6 separate regions of the Mus musculus genome follow, and regions 2, 3, 4, 5 and 6 are each linked to region 1. Evidence: chromatin contacts called from public HiChIP or PLAC-seq and promoter capture Hi-C data. All regions are on one chromosome and are shown on one strand. The core of a region is the stretch at or near the end of the contact, and the rest is flanking DNA. Distances in the headings are between cores, read along the strand shown. Region 1 holds the start of Man1a (mannosidase 1, alpha). Region 2 has its middle 290 kb from the start of Msl3l2. Region 3 holds the start of Gopc (golgi associated PDZ and coiled-coil motif containing). Region 4 has its middle 380 kb from the start of Msl3l2. Region 5 has its middle 570 kb from the start of Msl3l2. Region 6 has its middle 660 kb from the start of Msl3l2.

Evidence for each region. Promoter capture Hi-C pulls out the DNA fragments that hold promoters and counts their contacts. HiChIP or PLAC-seq counts read pairs in DNA pulled down with a chosen protein or histone mark.
Region 2: a contact with region 1 is called in a promoter capture Hi-C map of second pharyngeal arch cranial neural crest. The contact joins the enhancer-like site here to the promoter of Man1a in region 1. A contact is called at or near these places in 3 of 39 promoter capture datasets (cranial neural crest, hippocampal neurons and second pharyngeal arch cranial neural crest) and 3 of 115 datasets of contacts at active chromatin or transcription factors (SST interneurons, forebrain and large pre-B cells).
Region 3: a promoter capture Hi-C map of pre-B cells shows a contact between it and region 1, with 4 times the contacts expected there. The contact joins the promoter of Gopc here to the promoter of Man1a in region 1. A contact is called at or near these places in 2 of 39 promoter capture datasets (liver and pre-B cells).
Region 4: a contact with region 1 is called in an H3K27ac HiChIP or PLAC-seq map of large pre-B cells, with 9 times the contacts expected there. The contact joins the enhancer-like site here to the promoter of Man1a in region 1. A contact is called at or near these places in 5 of 39 promoter capture datasets (the 3T3-L1 cell line, embryonic stem cells, frontonasal cranial neural crest and 2 more) and 3 of 115 datasets of contacts at active chromatin or transcription factors (embryonic midbrain, forebrain and large pre-B cells).
Region 5: an H3K27ac HiChIP or PLAC-seq map of SST interneurons shows a contact between it and region 1, with 11 times the contacts expected there. The contact joins the enhancer-like site here to the promoter of Man1a in region 1. A contact is called at or near these places in 9 of 39 promoter capture datasets (the 3T3-L1 cell line, cranial neural crest, embryonic stem cells and 4 more), 3 of 115 datasets of contacts at active chromatin or transcription factors (SST interneurons, embryonic hindbrain and forebrain) and 1 of 9 other capture datasets (embryonic stem cells).
Region 6: a contact with region 1 is called in an H3K27ac HiChIP or PLAC-seq map of SST interneurons, with 17 times the contacts expected there. The contact joins the enhancer-like site here to the promoter of Man1a in region 1. A contact is called at or near these places in 2 of 39 promoter capture datasets (hippocampal neurons and liver) and 5 of 115 datasets of contacts at active chromatin or transcription factors (SST interneurons, embryonic forebrain, embryonic limb bud and 2 more).

What each region holds. Positions count from the first base shown.
Region 1 is chr10:54,074,114-54,077,815 of GRCm38.p6, forward strand. It overlaps Man1a (mannosidase 1, alpha), which reads right to left and starts at 1,624. Exons shown (of 13, transcript NM_008548.5): 1 at 1,413-1,624; 2 at 303-1,157. The coding sequence starts at 911. It overlaps Gm16998 (predicted gene, 16998), which reads left to right and starts at 1,809. Exons shown (of 3, transcript NR_038016.1): 1 at 1,809-2,740.
Region 2 is chr10:55,812,462-55,816,163 of GRCm38.p6, forward strand. No RefSeq gene overlaps it. Among named protein-coding and RNA genes, the nearest start is that of Msl3l2, 290 kb to the right of the region's middle. Within about 2 kb of position 1,685, at least 3 of the 459 cell types and tissues checked have an H3K27ac peak or open chromatin away from gene starts, as enhancers often do. A contact at or near this core is called in second pharyngeal arch cranial neural crest, where this site is marked.
Region 3 is chr10:52,380,271-52,383,972 of GRCm38.p6, forward strand. It overlaps Gopc (golgi associated PDZ and coiled-coil motif containing), which reads right to left and starts at 1,854. Exons shown (of 9, transcript NM_001199272.1): 1 at 1,341-1,854. The coding sequence starts at 1,628.
Region 4 is chr10:55,727,049-55,730,750 of GRCm38.p6, forward strand. No RefSeq gene overlaps it. Among named protein-coding and RNA genes, the nearest start is that of Msl3l2, 380 kb to the right of the region's middle. Within about 2 kb of position 1,888, at least 1 of the 459 cell types and tissues checked has an H3K27ac peak or open chromatin away from gene starts, as enhancers often do.
Region 5 is chr10:55,532,963-55,536,664 of GRCm38.p6, forward strand. No RefSeq gene overlaps it. Among named protein-coding and RNA genes, the nearest start is that of Msl3l2, 570 kb to the right of the region's middle. Within about 2 kb of position 1,774, at least 3 of the 459 cell types and tissues checked have an H3K27ac peak or open chromatin away from gene starts, as enhancers often do. A contact at or near this core is called in SST interneurons and second pharyngeal arch cranial neural crest, where this site is marked.
Region 6 is chr10:55,443,046-55,446,747 of GRCm38.p6, forward strand. No RefSeq gene overlaps it. Among named protein-coding and RNA genes, the nearest start is that of Msl3l2, 660 kb to the right of the region's middle. Within about 2 kb of position 2,051, at least 4 of the 459 cell types and tissues checked have an H3K27ac peak or open chromatin away from gene starts, as enhancers often do. A contact at or near this core is called in SST interneurons, where this site is marked.

The DNA.
Region 1 (3,702 bases), core at 374-2,873:
AGACTAACTGCAGCCAGCAAGGAGGAGGCAGCTATCTCCTGTGCCCAGTGTATTCACTCACCCCTGCCTCTTATAGCTTAAGCTCACCAAAGCATGCAAGTTCAATGGGATTCAGCCCCAGATCCTCACTGGTCACTTATCCTGAGGTAGTAAAAGGAAAAACGTGTAGCCTTTGGCACGGTGGTGGAAGCGATGACTTCCCTCGCCTTTGCATGATAAAGGTGAAGTCCTAAGTTCCAATCGTTTATCAAACCTCCCAGAAAACAGCAGCGTGAGTGGGATTTCAGGCAGGCTTTACTCACCTCTTTGATCTTTGCCCTCTTCTCACGGATGGTGGCGTCAGCGGGCTCCCGGTTCTCTACCCCGACGGGGGGCAGGAAGTCCACCTTGGGCAAGCCCCTAAACAGATCCTTGTCACGCAGCTGGTCCTGGGCCACCTTTTCCTTCTCCAGCAGAATGTCTCTTTGGATCTCCTCCGGCAGCTTCTGCAGGGTCTCCTTGGCTTCCCTGAGAGCCCGCTCGTGGTTTTCGCGGATCCTGGCTAAGTTGTCTTCCAGTCCAGCTCCAGGGTCCCCAGGCGCGCCTTCCTCGCGGTGCCGGACTCTCCCCTCGGCGGCATCCTCCGCACGCGCCCCGAGCCCGGGCTTGTGCTCCGCCGGCGGCTGCAAGGCAGGGTTGGAGTGGAACAGGACCCCGCTGAGCAGCTTGGAGGAGTCAGGCAGGAAGAAGATTGCCCCGAAGCAGAGCGTGATGAAGGCGCTGAACACCAGCAGCAGCACGAACTTCTCGGTGAGGCGGAAGGCAGCGGGGCCAGACCCCTTCCTCCCGCCGCCAAGCCCCCCGCCCAGGCCACTGCCCAGGCCGCCGCCCCCAGGGCTACTGAAGAGCGGCAACAGGCCCCCCACGGGCATCGCTCCGGAGGTTGTAGCCGCCGGCTGACAGTCTGTCCAGGGGCCCGGCGCCGAGCCGCTCAGCAGCCAAACTTCGCTGCCGCCGGCTGTCAGCGGCTGCGGGGCCGGCTCTTGCGCATCCAGGCCGCCCAGAGCGCGTGTCTGGGCTGCGGGTCTCCCCGCTTGAAGCGGCTCCCCTCCGGCGATCCTCGCCGGGGCGGCTCCTTTGGCAAACAGGCACGCGCGGCAAACCGCTGGCTGCAGCCCCTGTTGGGGGGAGAGGAGACAGTAAAAGCGCAGTGGTTAGGAAGGTGCTGAGAAAGTTTCCAGTGGGGTCTCCGCCCTCCCCTGGACCCGGGATCCGCAGGACCGTATCCCGGCAGGCAACCCCGGGGTCCAGCCGCGGGCACCACCCTCAGAGCCCACTTTGGACTTGGGGTGAAGTTTTCCAGCCGCGGAGGCAGGGTGTCCCGCGACATCTGGGTCAGCACAGCGGGCACCTCGGTGGCAAGGGCGGCGCACCTCTGGGCAGCAAGGGCGCCGCGTGCGTAGGGGGTTCGTCAACTTCTCCAGCTGCCCATCTCCGAGCGCTTCCCGGCGGGTGGTAGCACGCGTACAGCCGGGTGGCTCTGAGGCCCCGGGACACGGCTCAGGTGAGCGAGCGCACCGACCTGCCGGCGTGAGCCAGCGAACCAGGCACCGTACTGCCCTCCGTCGCGGCCCCGCCGTGCACTAATAGCACTGCCGGTCTCCCGAGCGGTCGGAAACGAGGGCGGTGACGCGTCCGGAGAGTGACAGCGCGTCCGGGCCAATCTTACGCCTCCCAGGGTCCCGCGGGGGTGGAGCCGAGGCGGGGAGGGGGCCGCACGGGGCGGGGAGTTTACGGGAAGCGCTGCCTCTCCGGGACCCGGCAGAGGCGGGGAGGTCGCGGCTCCCCTGGGCTCCCGAGGACTGGAACTGCGCCCGGGAGCCGTGTTAAGACTCGCCCGGAGGACCAGAGCCGGAGTTGGTCCGAGCTTATTCCGCCCAAAACCTATTCAAGCCGAAGCCCCAAAGGTAGTGGATCCCCGAGTGACCACTACTAATATGGTAGCGACAGCTTGCCCCAGTACTCGAAATTGGCGATCCCGAAGAGCATGCAGGGGATTGCGGGGGCAAGCCGTGGTTTTGAAGTGGTTTTGAAGGCTTTTCTCCAGCCACCCCTTATTACCCAAGACAGGGATTCCCCGGTGCCCAATAACTCTCAAATCCAAAGTCTCCAGGCTCCTCCACAAAGCTTTTGAGCTCTCTACTCTACCTCGTTAAGAGCCTTTTACATCCTAGGCGACTTGGGGTTTGGGGACTGCTTGGGGCTCTAAGTATACACCCTCTTCCCCTTACAATAAACAACAACAACAACAAAAGTTGTATGACTCCCCCACACTCCCCCACACCCCCCCCACTTTCGAAATTCATTTACCTCATCGCAGTTGGTCAAATTTTCCATTCAAAGAAGACAGTTTTATGCTGCCAGAGCTCCAAGCAATAAATTGAACCCTGTTGAAATTAAGTCTTGGATGCGACAACTCCCAGCGAAGGCAAGACTTGGTCCAACAGAGATTGTTTTCAACACAGCCTTGCAGTATTCAGTCTCATGGAATGTCATGGAAACTGGCTCCACCTCCCATGACATCCATTGGAATGCCCTGCTGATATTGCATAGATCTACATTTTGACCTGGCTGGGAACCCCCTGCCTCAGGGTGAAGAGACAAGAAAACATTTCCCAAACTGTGTTATGAATCCCCTGTTGCTCCACAAAGAAACAGTTACCAGAGGGAAATTTGACTGACTTCCCACTCCTGAAAGCTGGTTTGTAGCAGCTCTGTTTACCCTCAACCTTCTCCGGAAACATGATTTTAAAGTGTGCCCTTTACTTGTCTTAAACCAGAGGAAAACAGCTGGCAACTTCCAGGAGAGTGCCCACAGCACAGTTGTTTCCAGGTGTTGTGCTGTGTGCATAAAGTAAAAAAGCCAAGGCAGAAATCCTAAGGTCGTTTTCGTTTAAATGTTAATTATCATTTTTAGCCATCACTGTTTGTTGTGTATTGGGTTTGTGCAAAATGAGCCAGTAACATAGTCAGAAGTTCTGGTTAATAAGAAATTATGGCTTGATAAATGTGACTTCATAGCTTGATTATTTTGATACTTGCTATGAAATTCTATGCCCAGAAGAGTGCAGCATATCCAAGCAGGGTAATAGATTTAGCTCTAAAAATGAAAGCAATAATGTTTTCTTTTAATGACGAAAAGGTAAATTTCTTTCAAAGTACATTTGTAGGTTGTGCTTAGGTTGAAAACCTAATGACTGAAATAATAGTGTTTATCTCAATGAGACCCTTGAAACAGCTACCTCACAGAAAGGAAGACAGATCCCTAGAAACAGGGGCTAACTCCTGAGGAAGCCAGTTGCTTTCTTTCTGGTCATTTGGTGATGGTAATTGTGCTGCCATTATTTTTCCAACTATGTTTTAAAAATGGGATTAATTTTAAAGAGACAGGAATACCTATGAACTTTGATTTAATTTGGTATATGTATTCCAGAAAGTAATAAAATCAACCTTTAAGTACATATACAAGGATATGACAGAGAAGTCTTAACTAATTCTGTTTCTAAACTCCTTAATCTTGACTCCAAATCAATCTGGGAATTTAGGATACTTCCTATAGTGGATGCATTAAAAATTTAGCACATCGAAATTTAAATTTTATTTATATATATTATTTCTAAACTTTTAAGGGGACTGTTCTTTTTATTTTGGTTCACTTTTGTG
Region 2 (3,702 bases), core at 435-2,934, 1.7 Mb after region 1:
TCACCTGTGAGGGATTATTTAAGCTACAGTAGTTTGGGGCATGCCTGTAAGGGATTATCTTGATTAAGTTATTGAAGTGGAAAGCTCACTCTAAAAAAAAGGAAGCAACATTTTTGGTCTTGGTTCTCAGACTGCACAAAACAGAGAAGGCTAGCTAAAAAACAACATGTATTGATTTCTTCTTCTTGACTGTGGATGCAATATGACCAGTGGCTTCATGCTCCTGCTGTCTTGACATGACTGCCATAATGGGCTGAAACTTGAAACTGTACCAAAATAAATCCTTCTTTTCATAAATTGATTGTACCTTGGCATTTTGTCAGAGCCACAGGAAAAGTGAGACAGATACCATTTTTTTCTAGAATATAAAAATATTGAGAAAGTAAAATAGTATCATATATTAAGTATTCTTTCTATGGTAGCCTATTATTCATTTTTTAAAGGCAAAAAAACCCTATACAATGCTCAGGTATTTGTAATATGAGAATTTTCCAATCATACTTTTAAAGTACAGATGGGAAAACATCATGGAAGATGTGCAAAGAATGTGTTGTCAAATATGAAGAAGGTGTGATACAACCAGGACCAAGAGGATCATTCAAAGAACACAAAATATGAAGGTTTGAAGGTGATTCTAATTGTTCACAGTAGGTCTTTTTTGTGGAGAGTATGGAGTTAAGACTGGTATTTTGCACCTGAGACTTTCTTACAGTATCTTTCTATTTTGAAGCTGTTATTTGGTAGTGAGGCCTAAAGGAACACAGCATAAGAATCATCACATTAATCACATTGTCAGTATAAAAATGTTAGCAAAGTTAACTCCCCCCATCTTCCCATTCTCTTTTCTCTAATAGAGATCTTTAGATTGATATTTCCTTCATAGCATGAAGTAATTTATAGCATAAATAGTGTTTGGTCACATCTTATGCATGTGTAAACTACTTTTTCCTTTATTCACTTTTAAACATATAATTTCTCAAAGAACATAAGTATCTATATTTGAAAAAATCAATTTAGTTGCCTTAAATATGGCCTGTTAATGACAAAATGGCAACAAAAGAATAGTTAAGTTTATTTTTTCTCAATATTTCTTCAAATACAATTAATAACACATTTCCTGATATTAACAGGAAGTGACTCAAATGTTCCTTCTCAAAAGTTAGTATAAATCTAATTGATGGCCCATGATTTTATGTATCCACATAATCTATATATGTGTTATATACATACACATATATGCATAATTTTATTTTTCATAGTGTACAGTATATTTCTATATGTGAATAAATTGAAAAGCTATTCTCCTTACCCCAAGCAAAAAAAAAAAAAAAAAAAAAATAGGATAAAGTCTTAAGTGTAATGAGGTTGTTTGAATTTTATTGAGTGAAGGAACAGAATAATTGAGATATCAAAGGGAGAGGAGACAAGAAAAGAAGTGTCAATGAGCTATTTCCTATTTTGGAGGGATGTTGAGCTCAGTTCTACAAAGAGATCTGAGAGAGAGAGAGAGAGAGAGAGAGAGAGAGAGAGAGAGAGAGAGAGCGCTTCAGAGGAAGAATTGACACTCCCCGACTTTTACATTTATTACTTAAAGTTTACCCCTGAGAAAGTTAATTCATACATGCTTAGCAAATCATGGCTTCAGACTGTGTGGGCTTTATGGTATTTGACAAAGGAGAGTCCTAAAAGAATGGGAACTGTCCACACCCACAGTGCTGAATTCATGGACCACAGGACACTGCAGCACTACCACATCCATATCCCAGGTTGACATTTAAAACCTACATGACTTGAATCAGTGACTTCCTCTTTGTAAATCTCTGCTTCATAATCTTTAAGACTATGATAACAATAGCATCTACTACTTTGGAACTTCTATAAAAGAAGATATAATATGTTTCCTGGGTAACTATTCATTGGGTAGTTGAAGAAACAGTGTTCATCTTTATTGCAAGGTATTATGTCTGAAATGGATGCATGAATCCCGATTTGTCAAACCGGGGCATGAGTATTGGCTCGTGGGCTATTAGGTTTCACAGAGCAATTTAAGCCTTTTGATTTGTAACCTTTCTAAATTGTATCGGTCAAAAGTATGCCAGTGCACCAATTCATAGATTCTTGAAAGGAATATGAGAAAATAATAAGCAAGTGGTTTCCTTAAATCACAGCTTGTTGTATTGGGAGCATTCAGCAAGGTGGGTTTCTTATTTCCTGTGCTGGTGTACTTATTAATGTGTACATATGTGCATTTATGTACTCGTCCTCCACTAGTCTCAGGAATTACAATAAGTGTTGGATTAACATGTTATTTGAAATAACTTATAGACTTAAGGTATTCCTAAAACTAGAGAAAAACATATTACAATAGAAGAGAAATTGGAATAGTGGGCTGGGGAGGTAGATCAGCAGTTAATAGCATTGGTGCTCTTGCAGGGAAGCCTGGAAGGTTGGTTCCCTGTAATCACAAATTAACTCATAATCATCTTTATTTCCAGTTCATGAATACAATGTCCTAGTCTGGCATCTGCAGCCACGTGGGATGTAGGGGAATGCAAGTACATACATGTTGGCAAACACACACACTAAAAAAAAATAATAATAAGTTGGGAAAATGAAAAAAAAACTTGAAAGAAGAGTGGCAACCAAACCCAGAGCTGTCAAGAAAATCATCATTGAGTTATTTGAGGACCTTTTGAGCAAACATATATTTGTAACACTTCTCACTATATTTGAATAGTTAATAAATATTTTTGTCTATTCATGTTTCATGAGATACACACTTTTTCTGTCTAACATAAACAACCTAGCCTTGCATCCACCCTTTAAGACCCTGTGTTCTTATTCAGGTATCCTCACTGATTAAAGGATTCTGTCTGTGAATTTATGTGCTGATTTAAAACAGATTTCTCCAACTCAAAGTTATAATATTGCAGCTATGACAGAAAAATCACAAAAATAAGTCAGGGCGAAATAAGGTTGGATAGATGGGCGATTTTCAGCCCTTTTAGTTATACAAGATTGATTAATAAACAGAGTCCTGAAGCTGTAAAGCAAAGGTCAATGCCATCACAAATGTGTTCATGAACCCTGTGCTGAAGCTTTGATACTGAGGCCATGCTATTAAACACCAAAGGGCATTCCAACTAAAGATGTTTTTAGGAGAAATATTTTTCATGTCTCTCTGTAAAAAGTCTAAATTTTCTTCTTTGTTTTTCATGCTATTTGTCAGAGTTGTGAAATTTCAGCTTCTTTGTGTATTTTTGACATTTTACTTTCTATAAAGGAAATATCATTTGATAAGCTTACCCATAGATACATGTAGAAATGAGTATTAAGTTGTCTTTTCAAGGTGTATCTTTATAAATTGGGATTGATTAAATATACCACTCATCAATGAGGGTTGAGTGGAAGAAAGAAAGAGCTAACACCCAGGTGGCTGCTTATATTTCCTTCAAGTTTTCTTTTTCTTAAAAGTGAATACTTGTTTTGAATTTGAATGTTTTGCTTTATATTTTGAGAGATTGAAATAATAAAAATGTGTAAGGCACAAAGCACATTGGTGATACAGAGTCAGAAAGAAGGAGGGTAGAGGAATTTTTTTCTCTGTACTGTATTTGGAGAGCAATAATTAATTATATAGCAAATTAATTTAAAATGCAACTGAGACAAATTTCTTCAAACAAAATGATTTCCTTTGCCCAA
Region 3 (3,702 bases), core at 604-3,103, 1.7 Mb before region 1:
ACTTATCTCCAGTATATGGTTAAATATGGAGATGGTATGTAAGTTATTTGGCAAAAGCTACTCTTAATCTTTGATCTTTAAAGCTAAAATACCATTTTAAAAGCCACTAAATACTACCTGAAAACTCAGCTTTAGGAATTACCATTCATTGGAGAAAAAAAAAAAAAATCAAGAGACAGCCTTATCTACACTTAATGCTTTTACATAAGTACTTTCATCCCACTCTTTCCAAAAAGAAACCATAGCATCCTGAATATGTAAGATGCTAATCAAATATTAGTGGCAAATGTTTTTCATGGCTAACTAATATGAAAGACTGTTGAGCACTAAGCAAGGACAGGAAACCAATCTAGCATACACATGAATCTGTACACAACAGGCCCTATCATTATTACAGTTAACAGTAAAGAGGAGCTCTTAAGAAAGCTAAGGCACAAAGAACTTCACACATAACAAAGTATCTCTCTTTTTTTTTAATCCTTTTTAAAATCAAAGAGCTACTCTCTACTGAAATTGTCTATTTTTAAAAGGTTTCCCATATAATGTTAGTACACCATAATTTCTAAATCTTGTAATACTGGCCTAGTTGAATTTTCCACACAAAATGGGAGGTTTGGAATTCCTGTTTGCAATCACACTCCCCTTGCTCTGATTAGAGACCTAAGCAAAGGATTGTCTTTACATAGTCTCAAAGGTCTGAAATTAGGGAAAATACTGTAAAATACAAAGACATACCATCTCACTCAATACTAGAAGTTATTTGAATATTGACAGCTCTAAAGACATAGCTGCCCGTAATATCTGCCAAGTGTGAATGTAAACTGAGAAGGTAGATAGGAACATATATATTCCATTACATTTCCCCAAGAGCTTTGATCGGATTCCCCTAAGTTCATGCATGTCTCTGTGTACAGACACGGACGTTGATCTGGGCTATTGGATGAAAATAATCAGAGCTGCATCTGTCTGAAAATACATCATCTAGCTTGTCATTATCAAAGCAGAAGAGGAGAGTTGAGGTATTCCCCGACAGAAGATCTTGGTAATAACACCTACAAGGCAGGTAGTGTGATTAGCTCCTGTCCCCACCGCATGAGATGCTGGGAGGTGGATGACAGGACGTCTGGAGACCCACACATCAGTCTGCATCCTTTTCCTCCCCCACCCGCTCCGCACTCCTTTGCTTCACTCACGTATAAAACGCACTCTCCATCGCATTCGAAGCTGAGGTGTCCAGTGGGTAGGTTTTTAAGGATCATTTTCCTAGTGCTTTAAATGGGATCTAACGACCTCGGACAGCCTGGGGTTGAATGCTATTGCTGCCAGCCCCCGAGGCTCACCTCAAGCTTGTGGTTGATCTGGGACACAGTCTGGGCTTTGTGGCATAGCTGCGCAAAGCAGGAGCTAAGGCTGGTCATCTTCTGACGCCCCTCATAAGTGATGTCCGCCTGGTCCGGATCGATCTCGCCCAAAAGCAGATCCACATCCACGAAGGCCTTGTCGAACTCCTTCTCCAGCACCTCAAGCCATCGGAACATGGACACCCCGCCAGGGGAGACCCCCACAGGGCAGGAGGAGCCCCCTGGGCCGCCGCCGGCTCCCGCCGGGCATGGGCCACCCGCCGACATGGCGCCGTCCAGGGCCTCGCCGACTGCTGCTCACTCTGGCCGCCCGCCCCGCGCGAGGGGAACTGCTAGCACCGCGGCGCCCCCCGCGCGCGCGCACACACAGACACACACGCACACACACACAGACACACACCCGCCGGTCCCCTCCCTTCCCTCGCGCCGCCAACGCCGGCAGCGCAGCTCCAGAGCAGCAAAGGAAGCGGGGCTGAAGCAGCGACAGCGACACGGAAGACCCGCCCCGCCCGCAAGCCGGCCCGCCCCCGCCGCGCGTGCGTAGCGGAGCCCAGAGCAGGCGCAGCCCAGAGGGAGAAAGTGGGCGGGGCCGTACGAGAGCTTAGCCAATGAAAAGCCTTCGCCTCCACAAGCCTGTCTGCGACCATTTTGACGACCGGCAAAACCCTGAGAAGCAAAGGGTTGAGGTGGCCCCTTGCAAGTGGGGAAGACCGGAGGAAGGGAAGGGAAAGATTCCACGTCGCAGAGGGGACCGGCTTCCGCCAGTTTGGCTTCACAGTGGGCCTGGAACCGGTCCACAGACGTCTAGCAAAGTTGCTACTGGGGTGTCAAGGGGCTCGGGTGGGAGCGGGGAGGGCCGTGTGTGCATGCGCAATAGCCACGTTTTCTCTTCCGATTTCCAGCTCTTAGGGCGGGAGGGTGGGGACACTGGCTAATGTTGCTAAACCTGACGGTGCATTCCAGCCAGAAGCTGCCTATGGAAGCTACTGAGCAAGTTTTGTTGAATCAATGGTTCCTCCTTCTATGATTGACAAGCTGGGGTTCTAGGCCAATGTATTATTACATACTAGCTGCCCCACCTCAGTGGTGTTACCTTGCTTGGGTAACAAGGTTTCCAAAGTTTACTTCACTTGGCAATTAAGGTAAAGTGAAAGTGTTATCACTTGGTACATAGCACTCATCTTACTGCATCACAGATCGTATATTTCTAAAGCAACCACTTGGGATGCTGTAATCATCTTATAAACTAGTATTGTGCTCGTTCCCATGTTATTTTCATATGTTCATAAACATTGAATACATATCCCGATTGAGGCACTGAGGACATAAAATCTAATGAAACGACCTCATCCAAGCCGAACTAGTAAGACAGTGAGGCTCTCACGACTTTTAATTCCAGTGTTGCGTGCATTTGAGAGCATTTATCAAGAGCTTTCTTTGTGTCCTGCCTCTCATCTCTTCCACTTCTCCAACTCCACCCCTGTCTAAACCAACAGTAGACTGTCCGGAAGGGAAAGGAGAAGCCAGACTAATTAGAGTAGGCAGGTAGGAATTGTGCTTCCTGACTCGCCTACGGGAGTATGTGGAAAATTAGTCCATAATCTTTCGGAAGTTGTTCTTGGGACGGACCTTTCTAATAAATCATCAACCAAAGTCTGCATGGCATTGTGTGCCTCTCATCAAAGCAGTACCAATAAGAATTAAGAAATAACAGATTTAGTTTGCACTCTGGTTACTCCAATGCATGACTGCTTACCATCAAGCAAAAGCTATTATGACTTCAGCAAACTTAGACAAGTAAAACTAACCATGCAACTCTTCCCTTGAGTTTAGTCAGAGACTGTCTCATAGGCTTAGTACACAATAGTATAAAACATCCTCTTCGAATGGTTGGTTGTATTTTATATATAAATATATAATAAAATAATTTATCTATATCTACCTACCTATACACACACACACACACACACATCCCACTATCTGCTACTTAGCAGTAGATGTGACTATGTAGCAGTTGCCACATCCTGTGTGCTCATTTTCTTGGTATTCAGTGGTGACTTTAAATGTTTATGAGGTTTCCTAATAGAACATTTTGCCCGCTTTGATTTGGGATTTTGCAATTCTGGAAGTCACAACAGAACATGAATGTGGAAAAAGAGGCTTGATGGGTGTTTGGCCTAAATGTGTGTGTGTGTGTGTGTGTTTGCCCTAAATGTATGTGTATGTCTGTGTATCATAAGCATGCATGGCTCTCACAAAGGCCAGAATAGAGTACCAGACCCTCTGGAACTGGAATTACAGATTCTGTTAGCCACTATGTGAGTTCTAGGAACTAAATTCC
Region 4 (3,702 bases), core at 638-3,137, 1.7 Mb after region 1:
TTTTGTGTCCACTATAGGCTACAACCTCAATTTAAAGGTTCACGGGACAACGTCTTTCCAAATACATTAGTGAACATCCCTTCAAGTTTAGCTTTATCTCTTATAAATATTATACGTCTCCTTTCAATGAAAAGAAGTGGTTTTGATACACAGACATGCATTGATGTTTTCCAAAATATTTCTAGAATATGGGTAGCTCTAAATTAGGGAAATGTGAAGCTTTGGTTAATTTCCCAGGAGTGCAAGTGACGCATGCTGCACTAGACCATGCTAGCCAGGCAGACCCCGTTTCAGAAACTCACTGTGAGGTATTTGTATTTAAATATGTCAGTGTTTCTTCTCAGTCAAAATGTCTCCTCACAAGGGAACCACTTACAACCCATCAAAGGTCCCATAGCTTCAGAACTTCCCTGGGGAACTATCTAATGAAGCCACTGTGACAAGCATCTAATGGAGACACAGCCACTGATTCAGTGCTATAAGTTATATACTTCTTAGGAGTAAAGCATAGAGACCAATGTCAATCAACATTTAAATTTGAGTAAACAATTATCTACCAATGAAAGTTGCCTATTTTCATCATTAATCCTGTGGGGAAATGAAGGTCAGAATTTATACCAGTTAGTAGTGTTCTCACCTCTACCAGTTATTGAAAGACAGCAACAAGAAGATTGTTTATCAAAGACCAACCCATTTTTAACATATCAATTCTTCCTTTTGTGAATAAAGGAACTTATATAAATTTTGGAACTGACTTGGTTATCACTGACAGCAGCAGGAAAGGAAGAAAGTCTGGGGCAATTTAAAGGACGAACTTCCCTGCTGGACCCTGTCCTTAGATTACTTGGTTAAAAAAAAAAAAAAAAAAAAGAGCAATGAAGCCATCAATAGCACCTGTAGCACCAGCAGGTATGTATTCCGTCTCATAAAGTAGAGCTTAAATCCACCCAAAATGTGTGTGCTTTCTCCCATAACCTGTGTGTCAGCATAATATTTACATATGTGTACATGTTACCAAGTATATAGAGCAGCAGGTCTCTGTTGCAGGTGATAGGGCTTCTCACTGGTGACGCTGTTTTGATTTTTAGTTTTGACTTTTTGTTTTGTTGTATTTTGTTTTGTCTTAAATTGGTTTTTTTGCTTGTTTCCTTTAATTTTCATTTTGAGCTGCTGTGGAAGTATTTTGTTTCTTGCTTTTGTTTTGTTGTTTTTTTGGCTTTTTGTTTTTATTTTAGGTTTTATTTTTTAGATAGAGAGAGTAAAAAATAATATCCATTCATAATATATGAAATATAAATAGTATATTACATATTACTTATATATAAATATATATTTGTTTGTATATAATAATATTACATGTGTGTATATGTGAGAGAAAGAGAGTGAGAGAGAGAGAGAGAGAGTGTAAAGTTGAATTCAAATTTGGTATGTTCTCTTTGCCCCATTACAAATGTCTCCACTCACATTGCTCATATAGGCTTAAGTTCAGCCAGTATGAATTTTTTTCTGAGGAACTTTGTGCCTCCAGCTCCTTTGAGGTTGAAAACAGCAAATGCATTATTTTTCTCAAGGCTTAAACTCTTTGTACTAAACTTTAGATTGTATAAATATTTTATACACACACACATACTTGTGTGTTTGTGTCTGTGCATATGTGTGTGTGTATGTGTGTGTGTGTGTGTGTACATATGTGTGTGATAGGTGGGTAGGGAGATGGAGAATAGCTGGGGGGAGGAAATCATTATCAAAGAGTATAGTATAAAAAATTAGTTTTAAAAAAAAGTTAAAAAAGAAACAAAAAGTCTTCATCAGCTGCAGAGAACACATAAATTTACCAAGGAAGTGGACCTCTTCAAAATAAAAGCAGTGCATCAGAGAGGACAGCTGTGCTCTGCAGCAAGCAGAAAGAGCAGAAAACCACTGAACTGTAATAAGATCTAAAGAAAAGGACACCCTCAGAGATATGTCAAAATGCTGCATAAACATGGATTCCATTTGAAATGAATATACCATTGTAGTACCAACTATCAATAAAATGGGCAAAACCATAGCCAAACACAATCTAACAATATTTACTGTTTACTTTAAGTTTTCAAGCACTGGGAAAAGTGTAAACTTCAGCAAGTACATGAATTTTCTGTATAAATGATGCAGAATACAAGATATGTTAAATGGTTGTGTCAACTAAAGACAAGATACAGAAAAATCAAGACTAAAAAGCCTCCCATCTGTGTGTACATCCATGTGTGCATCTGTGTGTGCATCCATGTGTGCATCTGTGTGTACATCCATGTGTGCATCTGTGTGTGCATCCATGTGTGCATCTGTGTATGCATCCATGTGTGCATCTGTGTGTACATCCATGTGTGCATCTGTGTGTGCATCCATGTGTGCATCTGTGTATGCATCCATGTGTGCATCTGTGTGTGCATCCATGTGTGCATCCGTGTGTGCATCTGTGTGTGCATCCATGTGTGCATCTGTGTGTGCATCCATGTGTGCATCTGTGTGTGCATCCATGTGTGCCCCTGTCACACCATAAAGAACTAGACAATGGGGTGTAGCATTTGGGTTATAAATACATAAATAAATTAATTAAGAATTCAAGCAACAAAAAGAAACTTGGAGAAGGATGATTATAATAAATATGAAGGCAATGAGCCTTTGGATATAATTATGTTTCCTAAATAACAGGAATGTTTCAAATTCTTAGAGATACAAGATTCAGAACTTATTGCTACCAATCCTTATCAGTAAAACTTTGTATAAAGAGTTTTCATCTTGACTGAAATGTATTTGCTGTTTTCAACCTCAAAGGAGTTTGATGCACAAAGTTTCTCAGAAGAAAATCTGTACTGGCCAAGGTTAAGCCTCCCGGAGGAATTTGATTGGAGATCTCTGCAATGAAGCAGGCAAAACACAACAAACTTTGATTTTAACGTCACTGAGACTAACATTAGAAGGATTTGTGACCTCTGGTGTAACAGGAAGAACACAGCTATCCATGTTAATAGATGGCTTTGCCAGAACTTGCTTGTACTTCATGGCATGTTGAAGTTTCACAACATAGAGCAAAGAACTCACTGACTTGGGTTTCTGTCCTCCTAAAGAAATTAGGAGATGGATTACACTGGTAAGAAACTGAGCACTTACAAATCCTCAAGGAAAACACACACACGCACACACACACACACACAAACTTTCAATTAAAAGTTTTCTGAAATTGGCCATTAGGATGGCTCAGTGAGTAGAAGAGCTTGACACCAAACCTGAGGGCACAGTTTCAAGTTCTGGGCCTTATATCTCAAAGGAGAGAACTCACTCTCACAAGCTGTCCTCTGACCTTCACCCCAATTATACAAGCACACGCACGCACACACACACACACACACACACACACACACACACAGAGAGAGAGAGAGAGAGAGAAAGAGAGAGAGAGAGAGAGAGAGAGAGAGAATATTTTTTTAAGGTTTTCTGAAGAAGATGCTCTAACAAAATGATCCTGGTGTTTACAGCTAGAAAAAGACTTGTCTGAAGATTGGTCCAGCTGAGAAAATGTTGACACTTTCTTGAGAAATCCAATTGCTGGAAAGAAGACTAACATACAATAAGCAGAAAGGCAAATGTTAATCAATGGCTTTTGATTGGAGAGAGAAAACGTTGCCAAATCCAAATATGCTCCAAGGTAAGGCTCTAACA
Region 5 (3,702 bases), core at 524-3,023, 1.5 Mb after region 1:
AGTAGAGTAGAGCTATTGATTGCTTTTCTTCCTTGGTAGCTTACATAGCACTTTCTGATACTAACTATGAAATCTAGTTCTCAGGGAGGGGGCTTCCATATCATCTCCACTATATTATTCCATGTCCTTTGTCTGAAGTATATGATATCTTCAACGTCAATTCTTTCTTTAAAGTTCTGAGAGGCAAACAAGGGAAATAGCAATAGCCTGTATTGATTGGAGTCTCTTGAACCCATATGACCAACAATTCAAAGAAATATTTCAAATATAGCTCCTGGGGAGAAGCATTATTTTCCACTGTGGCATAATTATATATGTGTATACACAAATTAGGCAAGCATTTTTAAGTAAGCTTATAAAATAATGTTTTCTATGGCTTTTGAACATCCTCAATGCTATTTCTCTCTTCCTCTTCCCTCTTTTCCTTTTCCTCCTTCACTTCTCCTTTTTCCCCTTGTGAGCAGCTGAATCCTTAGATTTGAATATGGAAACCGAAATAACTGCAGAGTCCAGGAAAACGGAAAGGGACTGTTAGCTCTAGAAGGATAGGAAGATAGCAGAGCAGAGGTGCCATTCCAGTTTTGTAGAGACAGATGCTAAGAATTTTTTGAGGTACAACTATCATGCCAAAATCCAGAATCAAGTAGGGCTCATAGTAGACCATCAATAAATTTGGTTGGCTGTGTAGGAAATGATTAAAAAAAAAACACTTAAACTGGAAAGAACATCTTTACCTTAGCCCAGAACATGCTGATCTATGGGACCAAGTGAGACATACATCTCTGTTTAAACGGTGAAGATTCTGAAAAACATTACAATCCTTTTGGTTTCTTTGCTTTTTCAATATGTTATATATTCATTTCACTATCTTTCATACTGGCTGTTTTCTTCTGTATCGTCGATACTCAGCCGGTGTTCCATGAACCAGGAAGAGAGTTAGCATTTGAATTGTAGAAGTTTGTTCTTAGTTCATAACTGGATAATGAGTTGTATATCACCGGTGGATAACAGTGGACAATGTATACATAATAAATGATTAAGTTTGCAAAGTCCTAAACTCCATCAATAAATGTTTGAAAACAAAAAAAGCAGGATAACCCAGTAATTGTCTTTTGTAAATATGGTTTGCAAGAGGTCTCTAGACTGGAGTAGGCAGTAACAATAGATCCCTCTGAGTGCACACAATTGCAATCTAGAATATTGAATACCATTATCTCCTAATTTTGTAGATGAAGGCAGTTTTCACCAGTCACTGTACTGATTGTTATCTGTTAATAATAATAGTGACACCATCAGCTGTATTATTTCTATTCTTAATACTTGAAATCCATTCTCTTAAGGCCTAATTTACAGAACAGTTGACATACTCAATACTGGCATATGTTATTGACAATATGTTTACTTCTAAATGGTTTTCTTTTCTACTGTTCTTTTCCATATATTAAAAACATGCAATGTATTTTGTATAGAAAATTGCTATTAAGCTTCATGATATCTTCTACAAAGATGCTCCAACATCATGCAAAGAATGCTGAGCAAGCCTGAAAAGTGAAGGCTACATTTTCTGGTTCTCTTATTTTCACCTAAATACCCATAAAAATTGCTTACATAAAAATGTCAATTTCCAGATCCATGGGTGATTGGGTAGTGACAAGCAGGAAATTAGAGGAGTCAATTTGCATATATTATTTGCAACTGAGACCTTTGTTTGACACCTCTAATAGCTCCCTCAGAGTCCCCAGGTGTGCTTTCTGAACAGAAAGGGTAAATGGAGGGACAGGAGCTATGATAGCTCCCACCTGCTCTGCGTCTGTTTCAGCAGGACTCCATGATTATGCTTTTTTAAACGACAAAGAAGATAGGAAACAGCTGTTTTGCAACATTTAAAACTGCATCCACCCTTGACAAACAGAACAGATTTCTAAAGTGCTTTTTTGGTACCAAGTAAAAAGGTCTTTTGAAATCAGAAAGAACAAGTTAGTTTTACTCAATTCTTTTTCAGTACTCATGCCTTTTCAAGCATTCACATATTCTCCATAAATCAAGTTGAGAGAATTCATTGCTTATGAAGAGTAGAATGAATAGCACTTAAAAGAATGTGAAGAAAGCAACCAGTGTGAATGCTTTTCAGCCCAGCAGGCACAGGTTCACTAGTTTGGGCTAAAATGAGAAAGTGGTACACATTAGAGAAAAGCCTCCTCGGCCACTGAACTGTATCCCAAAAGTTGCCATAGACTTTCTTGAAGCCTTATTTGTTCTTTCTGTTTCATGAAGTCAAGTCCCTTCATCATGGTATGGCATTGTACCATGAGAGGCATTTGAGACAGAATTACAGCTGGTAACCTTTCATCCTTACTTCTGCATTCATTTTACTACAAAAAGGAGCCTCCAGCTCCTTTTAGGGTCCCTCTTTCCTTTATAACCAAAAAGAGACTGTCACCTGCACAGCCTTTATGACACAGCAATGAATGAAATGGGGCAACAAGTCACAAATCATCTCTTTAGTTCCTCCAACAGTCAGTGGAAAAAGTGCCATAGAAATCCATGTACTTTTAACTCATTGTAAGTTTTAGTATTAAAAAGTCACAAATAAAAAAAAATTGCACAGCAAAATTAACTTGATCCAAAGACTATACAACTCAATGAACTTCTATAAACTTAGAGCAATCTTTGGAATCTATAAGAAATGCTCAATTGGCATTGAAGTCATCAATGCAGAGCATTGCCTACAATGTAAATAATTGTGTTGATCATTTTTAGCCTGCACTTGGGAATGTATTAGTGACAAGAAAATATTCAAATAGAAGCAGTGCTGTACCTGGAGATATACATTTAGAATTTGTCCAGGCTAAGTTTAGTTTCAGTTGAAGTTGTATGATTATTATTATTATCTATTAGGACATGGGTGGGTCAGTTTGAAAATTTCCAGATGGCTTCTAGTCATGACACCTCTTAATAATTATATCATTCAAGTGTACTTTTAAATTAATGATGTAAAATCAAGCATTGTTCACAAGTCTAAAAATATGAATATGATTAAATAGAAGATTTTGTATACCTGTCAAGGATGATGTCTAAATTAACCAATAGATGTCTGTTATAAATATGCCCCTTTAAAAAAACTTAGGGGTTTCCCTAAATATACTGTTAACAAACCCTTCTGTGTCCTTTTCCTCCCATGAGAAGTTGAAATAATACCCAGCTAATGCACAGGATGCTTTTGTATTTGTTGGACTAGAAGGCACCTGGCCAAAAAACCAAAAACATGTATTTTTTATCCAAAAGAACTTTAAAAAGCAAATAAAGCAAATAAAATATGTGCCAAAGTTTAACAAAACAGCACAATGGTTATATACAATTATAGTGGTGCAGTAGCAGAAATTAGAAATGCTACATAATAAATGTTACAGCATTTAAAGCTGCATGGCTCTCTATAAGGCTATGTCAAAGTTCCAATCATATGCGAAGGTGAAAACCACCACTTTGAATTCCAGAAAGTTTGTGCTCTAAGGGCCTTGAGAGCGCAGTGTTTTAAGGATAATCTGCAGGGACCAGAAGTCCCAGTAATGCATAGTTGGTTTGCCTTCCCACATCTTTCTCTTCATTACCTTTTACCTTACCTTTGCTGTATTAACTGTTTAATATGCTGATAGAGAATGCACAGCAAGTTAGAAATACATCCGATAGACCTGAGAGCATGGT
Region 6 (3,702 bases), core at 801-3,300, 1.4 Mb after region 1:
TATGGTTTCCTCTAGAAATTTCAACATTTTGGGTTTCGCATTGAGGTCTTTGAGCCATTTGCTATTGATTCCGTGCAGGTAGTAATGACAGATCTAATTTCATGTGGCTTTTCTCCAGTGAGTATTTTTTTATTGAATATTTTATGAGAAAGGAGGGAATGGGAGCAGCACTGACTCCATAACAACTTGGGGTCAGTACCGATTGCAAGCTCTCAGTTGAAATTCTCTCTGTTTGTTTGACGATTCTCATCATTCTTCCTTCTTCTTCTTTCTTCATTCTTCCTTCTTCCAATTCTTTTTCCCTCTTCCTTTCCATCCTTTTTCCTTCTCCAGTCAAGAAAGCCTGAACCCGGTCTTTTATTTACTAAATATCATCAAGGCTTTGACGATTGTTAATGTTTTTTTTAAATCCTTAATTTTGCATAAATTTTGGATCAATAGTCCAAACCCCTGCTTCCTTCAAACAGGAACTAAACACAAAGCACATTTTCTTATATTTTTTACACAGCCTGTTCTTCACAGGTAGCTGGGCACAGCTTTTGAAGTTTCCTGGTACACATACAGCAGTCTGTGTTAACTATTTTCATGTAAAAACAGAAAAGTGACAGACTAATAAGGTTAAAATAATTTCTTACAAAGTTTTAAAATGCATGCAAGTAAATTAGGCCTTGTCATCTTCAGTTCTTCAAGTATCTAGAAGAACAAACGACTAAATTTTTATATGATTATGCATTATCTTTTAATTCTCTAATTTTTTTTTCTTCATCCTAGAAATTCCATGGCCTCACATAACCTTCTTCTAATACTATCTGTTTCTAGATCATATACAAGCCTTCCTCCTATAAGATTAACCCATCTATCTTTTGTTTGCTTTTTCATAGATTGCTTCTTTTCCTATTCTTTAGAACATTTTAACTCTCTATCCTTGATGTCCCCAAGTTCACCCTGGCTAATTTATGCAGCAGTCATTAGACCGGAGAGTACATGTGTCTCCTCATAATTCCAAGATCAAGACCAAGTCTCACAATAAGCAACATCTACAAAGGATCATGTAGGCTTTTATGGCCTCTATGGTTATATTGTCTAGATCTTTCCCACGGCCCTAAGGGCCAAGAAAAAAAGTCTTTTCCTCATCCCCCATAACCTCATGGCTACCTTCATTCCTCATTTCTGAGAACTATCTCTTTCATTTATTATGGAGCAATTAGCTATGGGTAATATGGGAATTATATTCCCTAGAAAGAGATTGAAAGTAAAACACATAGAAAAGACAGCAGAACAGTCCCAGGCCAACAGCAGTCATCAGCACAGGTGGGGATAAATGGTCTGACAGTGCTCCAGGGGCAGGAACTATGTCACATTGCCCCTTATGCAGTCATGTCAGATCTGGCAGGTTTCTGTGCTACTTTTAACATTCATGTGCTGTTGCTTATTTTCACCACATTGTCAGGTTTCCTTTCTTTTAAATTCTTCAGCATTTAAAATAATAGGATATATATGTATGTGTAGTATGCATGCATGTGTGTGTGCTTATGTGGGGGGTGCATGTATGAATGTGTTTATGTGCATGTTTGTGTGTGTGTGTGTGTGTGTGTGCACGCTTCTTTCTGGGGATATCTGTGCATATGTTCATATCTCATGTTTAATAAAACATACCTTGTTTACAATTTCCACTTTGGGGAATGAAATTTTGAAATCACTATGTCCTCCCATTAGAATACTTCTACTTCATAGCAATCCATTACTTTATTTATACCATAGGCTACTCTCTTTGCATATGTTTTTAAATACTGCACAGCTCAAAGTGGCTGACTTTGCAGTCTTATTATTCGTGTGAGTTTTCAGTATCTCTTCCACATTCTTTCCACCAGCAGCATATGGCTTTGCGTGGCCTATTCAGTAAATACTGATAATTATTCCACTGAGCTTTGGTGACGATGAATGTGTGTGTTGTTGGAGATAAATTGTGCAATCTGGAAAGGAAAACAGTGATGAGGGTTTTTTTTGTGCTTGGATATTTTTACTCTTTCTGCAGTGGAGGCAGATGTGCTGCTCCGTACATGAGCGATTACTTCAGAAAAGGCTGCTAGGTTCTACATAGTCACTGCCTCTCCTTATCCTTTTTCCTGGTTGATCAAAATATCTCTTGAAAGCTCTTCTGCTGTATGGATCTATTTTTCACTGAAGGTTATGACTAAGGTTTTGAATATAAAATTTTCTCCAAAGCATAACCTAAACTAAATCTGAATGTAAATAGCGCATGGTATAAGATCTAAGTATTTTAATATTTCTTGATTAAATATCAGGACTTTCTTTGGCTTCTGACAAAATCAATATTTAGCTTGACAGAGGAGGTAGCTGCAGCAGTAGCAGTAACCAACAGGTTTATGTTTGGCAGAAAAGGTTCTTCAGTTTTAACTTTCCCTCAATTGATCATTACTCTAATATACACAAGCCTGACTTCCTTGCCTGTCCAAACCTACAGTGCAAGTAAATACCAGCAAACAGTTCCCAAGAAGCTATAGTTAGTACTGGCAAGAAAAAAAACCTTGTGGCCAATTTTCAGTGTGTCATATTTCCCAATATTAATGAATATGAAGTAGGACCCAGGCTCGCCTATGCATTAGAGCTAGAAATATATCAAGAATTTCTTTTCTGTGAGGAAATGATTATTTTTTTATGAATAACAAGTATAAAAGCTGTAGTCTGGATTTACTGCTATCTTTGCTTATCGCAGACAAATCTTCATAGTTATGAACCAGAAAGGAACCATGGAGTCAGAAAAGTAATGACAAGTTTTGACATAAGACTGAGGTAAGATACAGTGTAGAAAATGTATTCCACAGATACTACGGACTCAAATTAAAGGTCTCTGTTGTCAGTTATGGGTATATAGGAAGCCAGGAAAGAATTCTCTGGGCTCAACTAGACATCCTTGGGAAAGCTCAAGCCAACATGTGATTATACATGATCTCCATGAATCGGTTTAGTTTCTAAAAATCATTGTAAGCCCATTGTGTTCCTAAAATTTGCAGAATATTATAAAGTTTCTGTCTTTGATATTCAACACCTATCCATCTAAGTGGTATCAGTTGTTCCAAATTATAAAAGACATAGATTTTGAGAGTAGAAAGAAGGGTCGGTAGGAGGGGAAATATTCTGATAGAAGGAGGGAGTGGGGGTATGGGAGAGGATGGCTTCAGAGGGAAAACTGGGAAAGGGGATAACATTTCAAATGTAAATAAATAAAATATCTAATAAAAATAAAATTAATAACTAATAAGAAAAAGAAAGATAATGCTAAACTGTATAGTGCTTTTATTTTAAAAGTCCAATTATCATAAACTTTGTAAAAGTTTCTATGACACAAACACTTGGTCACACCAAGCTTGCTGTCTTCTTAGACACCTTGTTTGCTTAGTCACTCGAGTCAAATGAAAGGAAATGAGTATCACTGAGTATCTAGAGGTTATACTTAAAAGGAATCTTCAAGAAAAGGGGACTCATTAACTTGACTCTGAGCCTTGGCCACACAGCAGTATTTACTCGGGCCTTGGGCCTTCAGCTGGAATGTTTGTGAAGTTTCTATACACACTAAACTGACTTCTTCAAGAACACGGGGATCTACTCTAGTCAAAGAGTGAGAGTTAGGGTCAAAAGGATGTTGAAGTCAATACTCTTTTCTGTTTTCTGCCAGTTACT